4 separate regions of the Sus scrofa genome follow, and regions 2, 3 and 4 are each linked to region 1. The links are chromatin contacts, called in public HiChIP or PLAC-seq and promoter capture Hi-C maps. All regions are on one chromosome and are shown on one strand. Each heading gives the region's core, a stretch centred on a gene start, on an enhancer-like site or on the middle of the called end of the contact. The rest is flanking DNA. Distances are from core to core; before and after follow the strand shown. Region 1 holds the start of SKP1 (S-phase kinase-associated protein 1). Region 2 holds the start of PCBD2 (pterin-4-alpha-carbinolamine dehydratase 2). Region 3 holds the start of TXNDC15 (thioredoxin domain containing 15). Region 4 holds the start of C2H5orf24 (UPF0461 protein C5orf24 homolog).

The links. Promoter capture Hi-C pulls out the DNA fragments that hold promoters and counts their contacts. HiChIP or PLAC-seq counts read pairs in DNA pulled down with a chosen protein or histone mark.
Region 2: a contact with region 1 is called in an H3K27ac HiChIP or PLAC-seq map of skeletal muscle, with 7 times the contacts expected there. The contact joins the promoter of PCBD2 here to the promoter of SKP1 in region 1. A contact is called at or near these places in 2 of 2 datasets of contacts at active chromatin or transcription factors (alveolar macrophages and skeletal muscle).
Region 3: a promoter capture Hi-C map of fetal liver shows a contact between it and region 1, with 4 times the contacts expected there. The contact joins the promoter of TXNDC15 here to the promoter of SKP1 in region 1. A contact is called at or near these places in 2 of 5 promoter capture datasets (fetal liver and liver) and 1 of 2 datasets of contacts at active chromatin or transcription factors (alveolar macrophages).
Region 4: a contact with region 1 is called in an H3K27ac HiChIP or PLAC-seq map of alveolar macrophages. The contact joins the promoter of C2H5orf24 here to the promoter of SKP1 in region 1. A contact is called at or near these places in 1 of 5 promoter capture datasets (liver), 1 of 47 Hi-C or Micro-C datasets (alveolar macrophages) and 1 of 2 datasets of contacts at active chromatin or transcription factors (alveolar macrophages).

Annotation. Positions count from the first base shown.
Region 1 is chr2:136,474,788-136,478,455 of Sscrofa11.1, reverse strand. SKP1 (S-phase kinase-associated protein 1) reads left to right here and starts at 2,092. Exons shown (of 6, transcript XM_021084761.1): 1 at 2,092-2,547.
Region 2 is chr2:137,080,991-137,084,658 of Sscrofa11.1, reverse strand. It overlaps PCBD2 (pterin-4-alpha-carbinolamine dehydratase 2), which reads right to left and starts at 1,739. Exons shown (of 4, transcript XM_021084778.1): 1 at 1,600-1,739. The coding sequence starts at 1,683.
Region 3 is chr2:137,058,997-137,062,664 of Sscrofa11.1, reverse strand. TXNDC15 (thioredoxin domain containing 15) reads right to left here and starts at 1,677. Exons shown (of 5, transcript NM_001243618.1): 1 at 1,530-1,677. The coding sequence starts at 1,596. LOC102164851 (a long non-coding RNA gene) reads left to right here and starts at 2,159. Exons shown (of 2, transcript XR_002341915.1): 1 at 2,159-2,294; 2 at 2,957-3,182.
Region 4 is chr2:137,035,908-137,039,575 of Sscrofa11.1, reverse strand. C2H5orf24 (UPF0461 protein C5orf24 homolog) reads right to left here and starts at 1,605. Exons shown (of 2, transcript XM_005655017.3): 1 at 1,282-1,605.

The DNA.
Region 1 (3,668 bases), core at 843-3,342:
AGTCACCTAATTCTCCTCCTGAGGCAAACAATTTCTTGTGTATCTTTCCTGAGATAATCTATGCATGTAACAGCTGTATGAGTAAATGAAAACTGCATTTTCTTCCTTTTTTTGAAATCTGCATTTTATTTATTTATTTATTTATTTATTTATTGTCTTTTTGCCATTTCTTGGGCCACACCCACGGCATATGGAGGTTCCCAGGCTAGGGGTCAAATCGGAACTGTAGCTGCTGGCCTACGCCAGAGCCACAGCAACGCAGGATCGGAGCCGCGTCTGCAACCTACACCACAGCTCACGGCAACGCCGGATCCTTAATCCACTGAGCAAGGCCAGGGATAAAACCCGCAACCTCATGGTTTCTAGTCGGATTTGTTAACCACCAAGCCACGACGGGAACTCCTGAAATCTGCATTTTAAAAACTAGAATCCTGGCAGTTCCCGTTGTGGCTCAGCAGGTTAAGAGCATGACTAGTATCCATGAGGATGCCCGTTTGATCCCTGGTCTCACTCAGTGGGTTAAGGATTCAGCACTGCAGCAAGTTGCAGCATAGGTTGCAGACGCAGCTCTGATCCAATACTTCTGTGGCTGTGCCGAAGGCCTCAGCTGTATCTCATATTCAACCCCTAGCCTGGGAACTTCCATATGCTGCAGGTGTAGCCATTAAAAGAAAAAGCAGCCAAAAAAAGCCACCCAAGAATATCTCGGTGATTCTAATATTAGGGGCCCCCAGACATTTTGGAAAAAACATACACCTTCCTAATGCCAGGCCCTGTGCCAGATCCTCCAGCTAGACGTGTAATCTGGCACTGCCCAGTCCTGCTTAGGATGCTCAACTAGGCTACAAGGTGGCCCTTATATGCCACAGGCAGGGGAGCAAAGGGGATCTAGTGGGCCTTAACTAAGAGACCAGAAGCTGGAGCTGCTTAGGGCAGGGCAGGCTTGTGGAGAAAAAGTCTGAGAGCTGTAGGTCCTTTCATCTTCCCGACATCAGCTGTGGCACCTGGCAGACACTGGATACCACAGCTTGGAGACAAAGACCTGGTAACCCAAGGAGCTGCTTGGTCTCCCTGCCCAGTCCCATCTCAGAAGAGCTGCAGGCTTCTGATTTCTTTAGGGGGCCCTGTGTGGAAGTGTCCTTTGTCTCCTTGGCGTCAGGAATACCATCACGTGCCTGCTGGTTAGGTGAGCCTGGCGCCTTAGTCTCCTCCAGAGGGGTGGCATTGTTCTCTAAACAGAGCAGGGTAGAGCAGGTCAAAGTCCCTGACTGGAGAGGGTGGGAGTGGGAATTTGCAGACTAACCCCTTTCCCTTGAGGGTTGGTTTCATCTTAGGGACCCTAACACAGCCTTTAGGGAGCATCCCACACAAGGGCTCTCTGCAGGCTGGACTCTGGCTGCCTCGTTCGCTGCCGAATTCCTAGCACCCATCACCTCGCCCTCCCCCCACCCAATACACTTTTGCTAACTTGGGGTTTCCCTGAAACAGTGGTTACTTTGGATTGGAGGCCTCTTCAGAAGTCGATAGGAAATCAGAGTTGAGAGTATCAAACAATCCTTGCTCTGCCACTGAACCGTTTTGAACCTGTTCCCTCACAAGTCAAAGAGAAAAGGGTAATGGTATTTCTTCTTCTTTTTTTTTTTTTGTCTTTTTGTCTTTCTAGGGCCGCACCCAAGGCATACGGAGGTTCCCTGGCTAGGGGTCGAATCGGAGCTGTAGCCACCGGCCTACACCAGAGCCACAACGTGGGATCCGAGTCGCGACTGTGACCTACACCACAGCTCATGGCCACTCCAAATCCTTAACCCACTGAGCGAGGCCAGGGATCGAACCCGAAACCTCATGGTTTCTAGTCGGATTCGTTAACCACTGAGCCACGAGGGGAACTCCTGATATTTCTTCTTATGCATTATTGTGGAGAGTGAGCTAACTCATGTAGGGTTCAGGGGAGGACACTGAGGCCCTGAGCAAAATCTCACAGCGCTGGCTGCAAAGATCAGCGCCCTTTCTTTCTCAGAGTCCCAGTTTCCCCATCATGAAAAGGAGCTGCAGCCCCTCCCAAACACCACCCCTAACACAGACGCCTCTCCCTCCCCACTCCGCCCCTCTCTCCCCGCTACTCCCCGCGCTCTCCCTCCCGGCCCCTCGCTCCAGGTTTCTAGGCTTTTCGGGACTGGGGTCTTTAATTCGACTTAGGCCAGCTCCCGCCTGAAAGACCCTTGCAGGCCGTGGAGTATCTGAGCCAGTCCCCCGTTTCCGCTTTGAGGGGAGTGAGCGCCGCTTTCGAGGGAAGGGGTGAGACTCAAGGCCCGCCGCGCCTCGCCCCGCCGGTCTGCGCCTGCCGTCAGGCGATCTCGGCGGCCAGCCCTGCCGTCTCTGTGACGTCACGGGCCCCGGGGTCCTCGGCGCCTGCGCCCGCTGCTATAAAGGCGACGCCGCGCCACTCGGTTGAAGTCGCCTTGTGCGTCGCTTTTCTGTCTCTCCGGTTGCGGACACCGCCCTTCTCTCGTCAGCCTCCGGCCCGCCATCTCCTTGAGCCCAAACACCGTGAGTACCCGCCGCCTGAGCTGAAAGGGGGCGGTGGCGCCGCAGATTGCGAGCCGCGGGCCGCCCCGCTGCGGCTTTGGCCTTGCTCGAAACGGCAGGCACCTGGGCCTGGCCTTCCCTCAGGCCCGGTGAAAGCCGTCGTCGACCCCATTCTCCCGGAGGTGCCATTCACCTCCCACACCGCCCCTCGACTTGCCGAGGCCTCTTTTAGCCGCTAGTCTTCACCGCGCCCAGGCGGGCGGGAGGGAGAAGGTGTGAGCGGAACCGGGATTGGGCCTTCTCTGCGCGGGGCGACCCTCAGCCGTCGCGGAGCAAGGCTGCAGGCCCAGGCTGCGGCCGGGGCCTCCCTCGGCGGTTGAGCCCATCGGCCCCGGGAAGCCAGGGCGAGGGTGGTGGCGGGGCTTTTAATGGACTTCTCTGGGTCGTCGTGAGCATGGGCGTTTGTCCGTTTGTTGTTCGGGTGTCCCAGAGGAAGCGTGGTAGGGTCGTCCCGCAGCTGGATTCTTGGCTCTCAGTCTTTCTCGCCCCTGTGTCTGGCGTCACTCGTCCTGGTTAACTGCGCCGGAGCCGAATTTCGGCAGAGAGCTGCCTGCTCCTTCGGAATATTTGTCGCCCATTATTTTGCCACAGCCCGCGGTTGTTGAAGCAATTGTTGGAGTAGCAGGTGCCATCGCCACAGTGGTTTGGCTTTTAGGTGCACCAACTCCGTAAACTTACTAAGAGGTTTTCGAAGGGATAGGATGTTCACCTGCTTTGGTTTGCTTTTTAATGGAGACTAAAGGTTGGAGTTTGGGCTCATGAATGTTTTCATGAGAGCGTCACAGCAGAATGTTTGTGTGTCATAGAGCAACGCAGATTTCACTTTGCCCTATAAGAAGAAGTGTCAGAACTTCGGGTCACTTAAACAGGTTTTTTTTCTTTTATGATGTTTGATAGACCCCTCCTCCTGGAGGGTGATTTAACTCAAAAGTGCCGGCGCATACGGAATTGAAGGAATGGTCTGGAGAACATACCACATCAAAGTTTCATGGATAATTATAGAAAAGTTTTGCTCTGATTTCCAGCTGTATAACGCTAAAAAAAATTTTTTTTTGAGTATTAAGTTTAGCTTACAAAGTGCA
Region 2 (3,668 bases), core at 490-2,989, 610 kb before region 1:
CAGTCGCCTGGGGTCTGCGGAGCCCACCCTGAGCCGATTTTTTCTGCTCGCTCCACCACCCACAGCCCAGTGAGGTCGGTGACATGCACTCTGCGCTCACCACAGCCACAGGGATCAGGTCTGGGGCTGAAATGGAGTCATGTCACCTACGTAACACAAACGGTTCTCTTGGGGACATACCCTCTGTAGAACCCTTTGCGGTGGACTTGAATTTTTTTTCCCCCTTTGGGAGGGATGGAGAAAGCACAGGATCTGAAGAGTAATCTTTTTCTTTTCTTTTTTTTTTTTTTTAAGGGCCGCACCCAAGGCATATGGAGGTTCCCAGGCTAGGGGTCAAATGGGAGCTATAGCCGCCAGCCTACACCACAGCCACAGCAATGCCAGATCCGAGCCACGTCTTTGACCTACACCACAGTTCACAGCAAAGCCAGATCCTTACCCACTGAGGAGGTGAGGGATCCCACCTGCCTCCTCGTGGATACTAGTCAGATTCGTTTCCTTTGAGCCAAACTGGAACTCCTGGAGAGTCATCTTGATTCGAAATCTAGCTTTGTTACTTCCAGCTGTGGGTGCTGAATAAATCACTTCGCCTCTCTGATGAGCAGCGCTCTACAGTGGGGATATTACCACAGCCACCTGCCAAAATTCCTGAAAGGCTTAAAAGAGCTCTTGAGTGTGAAGGCACCCAACAGAGAGCCCGGCACGTGGCAACCACTCCAATCCCGTCCGTTTATTCATTCCTCTCCAAACCCCACAGTTTTACTGGATCACCAAGCACCCTAGGTAGAGGCATGCCTTGGGACACGCCTAGGTGACAGTGAGCACTCCACCTGCGTCCTCGCCTTAGTGGCCAAGAAGCAGAGTGCCCATCTTTCCCATCATCGAGTTATTTTTAATTTCTTCTATTAAAGGATTTCAAACTGCCAAATGGGCCCCCACAAGCAATTAAAGAAAATGAAAAGGTGAGTTTCACGCAACTTTTTCCCACTAGGTGGTGCTGCAAGTTAAAACTTTCCCTCCAGTTAATTTACCCCCCAATCTGTTAATTTCCAAAGCAGGGAAACTGACAGGATGCCCCTCAGAAAAGGAATTAAGAGGCAATGTGCCACCAAAAAGGTAATTCAATAGTAATTCCTTTAAAAAAAATTAACACCAAGAGAAATGAATTCGTTCCACATTCAGTCCCGCTGTTTACAGCGAGCGAGCCGAGAGCGAGACGGCGCCCGCTCTCTCCGAGCGCACAGTCTAGAGGACCGAACGGCAACTGGAGTCTCATCAAGAAACCCTAATGGTGAAATACTTTCGCAACTGCTTTTCATGTTTACTTTTTTCTTTTCTAATGAAAGTCGGCCTCGGTTGTTTTCCGGTTGGCAATTTGGTAGACGACGACGGGATTTTTAAGCCAAAGGAAAACTAAGATGCTGCGGCCACCCATGTCTCGGACCAGCGCTTCCGACCGTGCCGGGTACCCGAATGTGACTCCCCAAAGTCCGAGCCCGAAGGCCGGGCCCGCTTCGGGGTCGGCTCGGGTCCCTCCGCCCCTCGGCCGGCACGGCGGCGCCTCGCCCTCCCGCGACCCCGCGGGCTCTCCGCACTCACCATAGCTGCGAGGCTCTGGCGTCGACCCCGCAGCGCCGCGAACCAGCCCCGCGTCGCCCCGCGCACCCCCAGCGCAGCCGCCATAGCCTCCGGCCCAGGGCTGCCCGGCGCGCTGCCTGCCCGCCGCCCCGGCCGCCGCTCCGCGGGCCGGCCCGGAGCCAGGAGCCGCGGGGGCAGCTCCCGCCCAGCCCGGCCCCGCCGCGCAGGCCCAGGCGCGGTCCGGCCCCGGAAGGCCCCCGGAAGCTTCGATGGCCGGCAGCTCTGCCGGCAGCCGGGAGGGCGCGGGGCCGCAGGCCCCCGCAGGCCCCCGCAGCCCCGGGCGCTGTCAGACCCCGCTCCGCTGGCCTTTCGAGTCGTGCCCAGGTGCCGCGTTTCCTGCCTGTGCCGGGGAGGCAGGCGGGCTGGCGCTGAGCGTGCACTGCACGTTCTCTGTCTTCGGCGTCTGGGGCTGGGGGTGTCGCAGCCTCGCTGACGGCCTGACTGCCCTGGGCTCCTTCTGGGCGATGGAGCGAACAGATGGCGCGGGCAGGAGGATGGCGCAGGCAGGGGCAGAGGAGCTGTGGGGTGGGCGGGGTAAGGGGTTCTGGGGGACCGCTCCACTCTGTTCGCAGTTGGGGAGCAGTGAACCCTAGTGATCCAGGTCGGGCCCTTATAAGTCAGGGAGCTGCAGGTTCGAATGTAAGCTCTGCTCTGTCACTATTTCGTTGCCAAGATCCTGGGCACACTGGCCCATCTGTCTGTCCGGATGAAATACTTGGGAAAGTCAGGCTCAAGGTGCTCTGTAAAGGGCTGCAGGCGCACAGTGCACGGTAGAGACGCCGGAGATACACGTGGATAGACTTTTTTATATCTTTTTTCTTTTTACAAACTAGGTATTCTTTTACATGTGTATTAGTATCTTAATTCTCTTATCATTCCTTTTTTTTTTTTTTTTTTTTTTTTTTGCCTTTTTCCTTGCGATGTAAATCACTTGCCGTAAGGTTCACCCTCTAAAATGTACAATTCGGGAGTTCTTCTCCTGCCTCAGGTGTAACTAACCCAACTGGTATCCATGAGGATGAGGACTCGGGTTTGATCCCTGACCTCTCCTGGCCAGCGGGTGAAGGATCTGGGATTGCTGTGAGCTGTGGTGTAGGTGACACATGGGTCTCAGATCCCACAGTACTGTGGCTGTGGTGTAGGCTGGGAGTTACAGCTCCTACTGGACCCCTAGCCTGGGAACTCGCATGTGCCACAGGTGCGGCCCTAAAAAATAAATAAAATGTACAATTCAGTGGTTTTCAGTATACTCACTTGTAACTTCTTTTTAACTAGTTTTTTTTTTAACCTAAAATAATCTGAAATACGGACTTATGACCTAATCCCTCTTCTTCCCTTTTTGGCCACTTGATGAAAACACAACAGAGGAATCTTTCTACAGACCGTAATCAAATGTCACTGGTCTCGAGGGTCTGAGACATTTGGGTTTCCTTTGCCTGATGCCTCACACTGGGAGTTTAGGAGCATGAAAAATGCCTTACAAACTTGCTTATTACAGTGAAAACTGAAAAATGACCTGGTAATTGTGAAGTAACAAGAGACCCCCCTCATCAGTTTCCTTCCCTGACACCCCTGTATGAAACTGTGGCATCTAAGATCTGTCCTGAGAGCAGCAGCAGGATGCTACTCAGGGCCCTGGCGGAGTGACACCCACCGAGAGGGGCTGTGAATGCTCTGTCCTCAGATTTAAGTCCTAGCAAAGACTGACTGGGCACATCCTCTGTAGTGGACCCTGTCAGAAAGGCAGTCTCCAGCTCAGTCTTTCAGGTCTTGCTTCGCCACCTAAGAATAAGCCTTGGGCCTGGAACACTTCCTTACCCAAAAAGAGCCCAAACAGCCTGTGCCAGGCTTGTGTGAGAAAATCCTTCCCTGCTTCACACAACCTGTGCTTCTTTCTTCTGCTTAAGCATGGACATCAGTGACTCTGGGGCAACTGCCCCCCGCCTGCAATTCAGTGTTTCAGACTCAGTGAGAGAAGGGGAGGGGTCCTGCTATGGCACTAGAGGGGTGCTCTTAGGCAGCAGGAAAGG
Region 3 (3,668 bases), core at 428-2,927, 580 kb before region 1:
CTAGCATTGCCATGAGCTGTGGTGTAGGTCGAAGATGCAGCTCACATCCTGCATTGCTGTGGCTGTGGTGTAGGCTGGCAGCTGCAGCCCCAATTGGACCCCTAGCCTGGGAACCTCCTTATGCCTTGGGTGTGGGCCCCAAATAGAAAAACAAACAAACAAATAAAAAACATATCCATGAGGACTCGGGTTCAATTCCTGGCCTTGCTCAGTGGATTAAGGATCCTGCGTTGCTATGGTTGTGGTGTAGGCCATCAGCTGCAGCTCTGATTCAAGGGCAGCCTAGCCTGGGAATTTTCACATGTCACAGGTGCAGCCCTAAAAAGACAACCCCCCCCCACACACACACACAAAAATCAAATAAGATGATGCTAAAAAGGCACTAAGCACACTGCCCGGCACATAGTGAGTCCTTTCATTACTTTTTTTTTTTTTTGGCTATTTCTTGGGTCGCTGCTGCAGCATATGAAGGTTCCCAGGCTAGGGGTGCAATCGAACTGTAGCCACCAGCCTACGCCAGAGCCACAGCCACACGGGATACGAGCCGCATCTTCGACCTACACCATAGGTGACAGCAAGGCCAGATCCTTAACCCACTGAGCAAGGCCAGGGATGGAACCCAAAACCTCATGGTTCCTAGTCGGATTCGTTAACCACTGAGCCACGACAGGAACTCCCCTTTCATTCCTTTTCAGTACTCAGCAAGCTGGCCGCTGGGCCTCTTTCTAGGACACCACAGGGAAAGTCAAGACCTGCCTACTCCTGTGAAGTTGTGAATGACAAGCAAGGCCAAAAGGGTCTGGACTTGAACAGGGGGACTGTGAGGAGTGGAGTGAAGGAGGCTGAGAGTAAGCCGTGCCTCCAGGTGGCTGCCTTCCCCAAGGTGAAAGCAGGTCTGGGAGCACCGGGCTGCCCTGGGAGTCTCCTGTCCTTTTCTCATCTATCCTTCACACAGGCACCTGAGCAAAAGCGGCCTTCTCAATAAAGCGGTCCAGCAGGGTGCACAGTACAGTGGGGGCTTTGCAGTCCAAAGCCAGTCTCTGCCCATTGCCAGAAGGGCAAACATCGACAGATGACTTAGTCTCTCTTGGCTCAGCATCTTCATCTGTAAGGGTCGGTGGGAGGACGAAATGAGATCGTGGTGGAAAGCACTGCGCACAGTTCCTGGCTCCTAATAAAGCCACCATTCATGTCGCTTTCATTATGACGACTATCATTAATAATAAAGTGCTCGCTCAGCACATGAGGTTCCGCCTTGGTAAGCACTTCATTCCCGACTGACAGCCACCTGCTCAGGGGCCTAAACACGTCCCGGGCATCTCGCCCCGCCGCCCCCCACGCCAGACCTGGAGCGGGGACCACCGGGAAAGAGGTCTGGACGACGCGGGGAGAGGCGCTCCGGTGGGCGCCTGGGAGAGGCCAAGCGCGCAGAGCAGGCCTTCGCGCAGGTGAAAGAGCATTGCCGGGGGAGCCCGCCGCCTCCCCGGGCATTTCGCACACAGCCGCCGGCGCCCCCAGCCCGCACTCACCTTCCTGGCCGCGGGCCGGAGGCCCCAGCACCCATAGGAGTACCTGCCACCAGCCAAGGAGTCGCATGGTGCGGGGCGGGCGGCGGCCGCACCACCCAGGCCGAAGGGCAAACGGCGCACGGCCGCGCGAGGCGCGCTCTCCGCCGCAGGAAGGCAGGGGGAGGAGAGCCCGGGAGCGCGGGCGCGGCCCCGCGCCGCCATCCTGGCCGCTGGCAGCCTCCTCCGCGGGCGCCATCTTGGAGTCGGGCGGCCGCCTCTGGCCTCTGGCCTGCGCCGTGGGGCCCCGGGCCGTTTAGGAGCCAATCGCCAGCCGTCTCGGATCTTTTCGGTTTCCGGGCCCCCAAGTCCTGGGCGAGCTTCCACGAAAGCCCATTACCTTCTTTCTTCACACGGCAGTGGGGGCCTTGGCGCTTCGTTCCCCGGCCGGAAAGCCCCAGAGGCTTCTTCCTCGAGTGCCCCATCGAGGGTCAGTTCGCCGCGTCGCCTGCCTTACGTGTGCTACCCTTTAAAAGTTCCCAGGTGAAACACGGGATGCCCAGTTAAATGTGAATTTCCCATAAACACATAACATGTAATGTTCCCTTTGTATTTTGGCTGTTTGGACAGAGGCACTTACACATGTTAGAATTGTTGTCTTTCAGTAAATGCTATAGATAGAGCCTCTGAGGACAACTCAATAAATCCAGCCAACAGGATAGAATGCACATTTGACTGTCTCGCCACCAGGTGGCACATGCACTTATTTTCAGTGAGGAATGCCTTCAGGTTTGAAACTGATTTTATTTTCGTTTCTGGGGAGGTTGGGGGAGAAAGTTGGCATCCTGCTCTTTCTTTGCCTGAAGTGAATTCTGTGCACCAACAGCATAGGCCTGGGGATTTTCCAGACAAGAACGTGACAATAATTGGAATTGTTATGCACAGCTACACACTTGTACTAAGGCTGTTTTGTCCGCCTTGATAAGGTTTGCCTAGATTTTTTAAATCTGATGAGTCATGAGAACCTCTTTCTCTCTCTCCCTCATCAACAAAGTATTTACTTCATTCAGATCACCGTGGCAAAGTGTATTTGACAATGACTTCCATGCCACAATAATATTCGCCATCCCACATGCTCTTGTGCAAAGTAATTTTGCCACTGCCCCATCAGTAGATAGAACCTAATTCCCCTCCCCCTGAATCTGAGTGGGCCTGTGATTGACATATAACCAACAGAATGTAGCCGTATATGAAATGATCCTCTATGGCTTCTGAGGCTACACAGCCCTATCCTTTATTGCTGGGAGGCTTGCACACGTGTATTGACCGACACAGTAAGTAGAAGGATGTCCTGAGGTTGCTATGCTCTGCGGAAGTTCGAACTTGCTTGCAAAGAAATGCCGGAAACTACAGGCTCATCACCAGCTGATCTCAACCCTATTCTGTTCCAGCTTCAGCCACCACTGGACTGCTACTGCCTGAGAGACCAGAGCCAGAAATGCCCAGCTTGAGCTCTTTCCAAATTCCTGATCCACAGAAACAGAGATTGAAAAATTATCATTTTATGTCACTAAGTTTGGGGTGATTTTTAAAATGGATAGCTGGCTCATGTTAGTTTGTAATGAAATACCTTCAATCTGAAGAGAATAATGAATAAATCGATATTTTGGGCATGTATTCATGTAGTTATTCTTCCAAGCTCCTTTCCTGTCTGTATCATTTTGATGGGCTTAAGATGACCCAATGTAGTCATTATTATTTCATCAGTACTGGATAGTCTTTGCAGTTAGAACAAAAGGAGATTAAACTGAGTTTCTTCAATAATTAAATAGCCTCCCAAGATATTTAAGAGAGGTGTATCCTGAAGCAGAGGGTAGATCAGAGCAATATATAGTAGTTAAGAAAAATCCACCCCCCCAAAAAAAATCACAGTTTCTCTTTCCAAATTTATCCACTCAGGGCACGCAGCCTAAGTTTCATTCCTCATCAAAATCATGCTTTACTTTGATGTACATGAGATGCTACCTGGCAAAATCACAAGCATAAACCTCACGTGTGATAGAAGGAGACCTCATTTCTCTTCAGGGTACTAAGCCCTTGGCATCTGTGATTTCACCCAGATGGCGTTCTCCCAGAGATATCATTCCTATTTGACTCATTAGG
Region 4 (3,668 bases), core at 356-2,855, 560 kb before region 1:
AGGCCACATTTCTTAACAGAGTCAGAAAGAATGCTGTATTTCTAGAAAGTGTGGACTGAATGAAATCCAAGAGTATAGAACAGATTATGTAGATGCTAATTATCTTTTAAAATAGTTCACAGGATGGAAGAGAGCAACAGTAAATTATCTTTTAAAAGAGTTCACTGAATATAAGGGAGTCAACTAAGAGTTTCTGTATATTTTAACTATGATTAAATTAGAATTCTTAAAGCATATGCTAAAATTTGCCATCCCTGAAGCTGTTTAACTGTGTTTACTTCCTTTTAGTCAGCTCTTCTCTATGAAATAATTCCTTTCCCATCTCGTGAATGTGGAGGCATTACTGCCAACATAGAGAACGCTTTAACTATTTTTAGTAACTTCACAAAGCATTCATTTTTAGGCATCGAGAGATTCTTCCTTTCCTGAAGCCCAAGATCTGCTCTCTTCCAAAGAGCAAACAACACATAATTGTCAGACGTTTATCTCAGGTCATTCTGGCTTGTAACGACTAAAGAGAATCACAACACGATTTTATAATTCTAAGTGAAAGTCCATTTGTGATCGACCTCAATCAGAAAGTCTGTTCAGCAAAAGCTAAAACAAAAGCCAGTCGTTACGCCTCCTGGCCCACCCCGGAAAGTTTTGATACTAGGTCAGAACATAAATAACGGCTTTCTTTGTCTTCTTTCAACTCCTTAATTGTGCCCCACGGCGCCGTTTCCCCGGCGCTGGAATCCTTACTTGACTTGAGGCGTCTAGAAATGTATTACCTGTCGTTAGCCGACAGCGTTTGCTGATGTATTAACAATGACAACTTTGCAGGAGATACACACCCACCCTACAGAAGGAGCTGTGCGCCCTCCGATAATCAAAACTGATAGCCTACTGTCCATGCACTCGGAGTTGTGCAAGCTGTACAAGTCCACCGCTCCATCTAGACTCCATCTCGAAGCCCACAGGCATTAATTTAAAGTGGTGGAGGGTGACTGCCGATTTCTCTCTCTCAAAGAGAAGAAAAGAAGCCGTGACCCCTCCCCCAGCCACAGGAGGCATTTCCCCCCAATAATGGCTCCAAGCCCGGGGAAGAGCAGGCACGGCCGGGGCCCCTCCTCTCGCTCCCGGCTAGGCCAGAGCCCCTCCTCGGGCGCAGGTCGGCGATCTCTCTCTCTCCAGCCCGCAAGGCCCCCCGTTTCCGTCCCTTCCGTGCGGTCTCCACGAGCTCCCGCGGCCCGTACTCTGCTTCCGGCCAGTCTGACAAAACCCCGCGAGCCCACCTACCTCAGCCGCTAGTAGCCCGGCCCCTCAGCGCGTCCAGGGGCTGCCCATCGGCTGGGATCCTCACGCTGGCACCGCTCCCCTCCCAGCCCGGCGCCTCTGCACTGCACGGAGAGCCCAAGAGAGAAGGACAGGCAGCGAGGGCGGCAGCGGCGGCGACGCCGACCCTGATCCCCGGCTCAGACCTCAACCACTGCTCACGGTCCTTCTCGGGACCGAGGAGGAAGAGGCCGCTACAGCCCCGTACGGCGAGGAGCGGCGTGCGCGAGCTCGCGAGGACCGCGCACGCACACGCACACGCGCATCGCGAGACCCAATCTCCCGCCCGACGGCCAGCGCGCAAGCTTGGGAGAGTGGGACAGGGAGCCTGGCTGCGCTTGCGCTGCGTGGGGACGGGCGGGAGGCGGGGCTTAGGCCCGAGCTGCTCGGGTTCTGGGGCAGGTTGGGGGCCACAGAGGGTATGATTTACTGATGTGAATTTTGACTCCAGTTTTGTGACGCTGTAACTACTGCTGACCCCGTTTTTCAGATTACAGGACTAATAAATGATGGAGTCAGGATTTGAACCCAGCATTTCTGCTGTAGAAACTGCTTTTAATTGCTGTTGGCAAAAAGATTTAATAATGCCTTACTGTGCTGAGTGCTGCCCAAAGTATATTAAAAGGACTCAGCTGCTGCACTTTACTTACTTATGGGGGGTGTGTGTGAAACCTCCACTTGTAAATAAAATGGGCGATATTCAAATATGAGGTGTTTGGACCCTCAGTCCTAGGATCATGTGATAATGAAAAACCTCATTTTGTGAGGCTAATTTTTTCAATTCAAACAATTTTTATGACCATGACCACCTCTGAATTACCATAGTCCTCCCACCATTGCAGAAAGGGATGGGACAAGCAGTATGCCTACAAAATCCCCCTATATGTAGCTACTGAGAGGTTTCTGGCATATCGGTCACCCCAAAAAAGCCACTCATTAGAAGGGATTAGTTTCCCCAGTTCTTCCTGCGGTGAATTCGAAGATGTCAGAAAGGTGAGGATCCAGAATTAGGAAGACTGCTGAGAGGAAGATACTTCTTTGACAGCATGAAGAGGATCAAGACTGTATGAGGAAGTCATTCTTAGCACTGAATTCTACCACAGGACAGCACTTGGCCCAGTGCTGCTGCCAGTAGGAAATAAATCAGCAACTTTTCTGGGTGAATACACAAGCCAGGACGCAGACCAAACACAGTACATAGAAAGGAAAGCTCATTCTGGCAGGGTTTCATAGCATGATTCTAATTACTCCTATATGATACTAGAACACAGGACTGATTGTACTAGTATTATCCATATATAAAAGAATACCAGGGAGTTCCCATTGTGGCTGAGAGGGTTAAGAACCTGACATCGTGTCTGTGAGGATGAGGGTTCAACCCATGGCCTTGCTGCAGTGAATGTCACAGATGTGGTTCAGAACCGGTGTGGCTGTGGTGTAGGCTGGCAGCTGAAGCTCAGATTCAACCACTAGCCCAAGGAACTTTCATATGCCGCAGGTGTGGCCATAAAAAGAAAAAAAATATATATATAGGAGTTCCTGTTATGGCTCAGTGGTTAACGAACCCAACTAGTATCCATGAGGACTTGGGTTCAATCCCTGGCCTCACTCAGTGGGTTAAGGATCTGGCATTGCCGTGAGCTGTGCTGTAGGTTGCAGACATGCTCAGATCCTGCATTACTGTGGCTGTGGTGTAGGCCAGCAGTTACAGCTCCAATTGGTCCCTAGCCTGGGAACCTCCATATGCCTTGGATGTAGCCCAAAAAAAACAAAAAAGAAAAAAAAGTATAATTTTTTAAAGGAAAATACCAATATAGAAAACAGCTAAAATGTACACAGATTTGAGGTCATAGTAAGTAGCCTTCCAAAAACTTTTTAAAAACAAATTTTCTCTAAACAAGTTTAATTTTTCCTCTTTTTTTTTTTTTCCCCCTGCCACCCTGTGGCATACGCTAGATCTTCTAACCTACTGTGCCAGGCCAGGGATCCAGCCCGCATTCTGGTGCTGCAGGGATGCCATGGATCCCATGGCACCAGAGCAGTAATCCCATCATTGCAGTGAAATGAGAGAATGCACTGCTGTGCTGCCATACCACATCATGACTAGTCCAAATCCACAACCTTAAACTTTAATCTGACACGGCATTTGTACATAAGATCATTTAAGAAGAAAACTTTCATACTAATAAGCTCAAATGATTTGCAGGCCCAAAGGGGAAGCATCCAGAGTAATAACAGAGGAAGTAAGATATTTCTCGGTTTGAATCCCTTTCTGCCACTTGCCGCCTAAAGGTATCTTGGGCAAGTCACTGCTTTTTCCAAAAGTTTCCCTATAGGTGACATGAAGATAA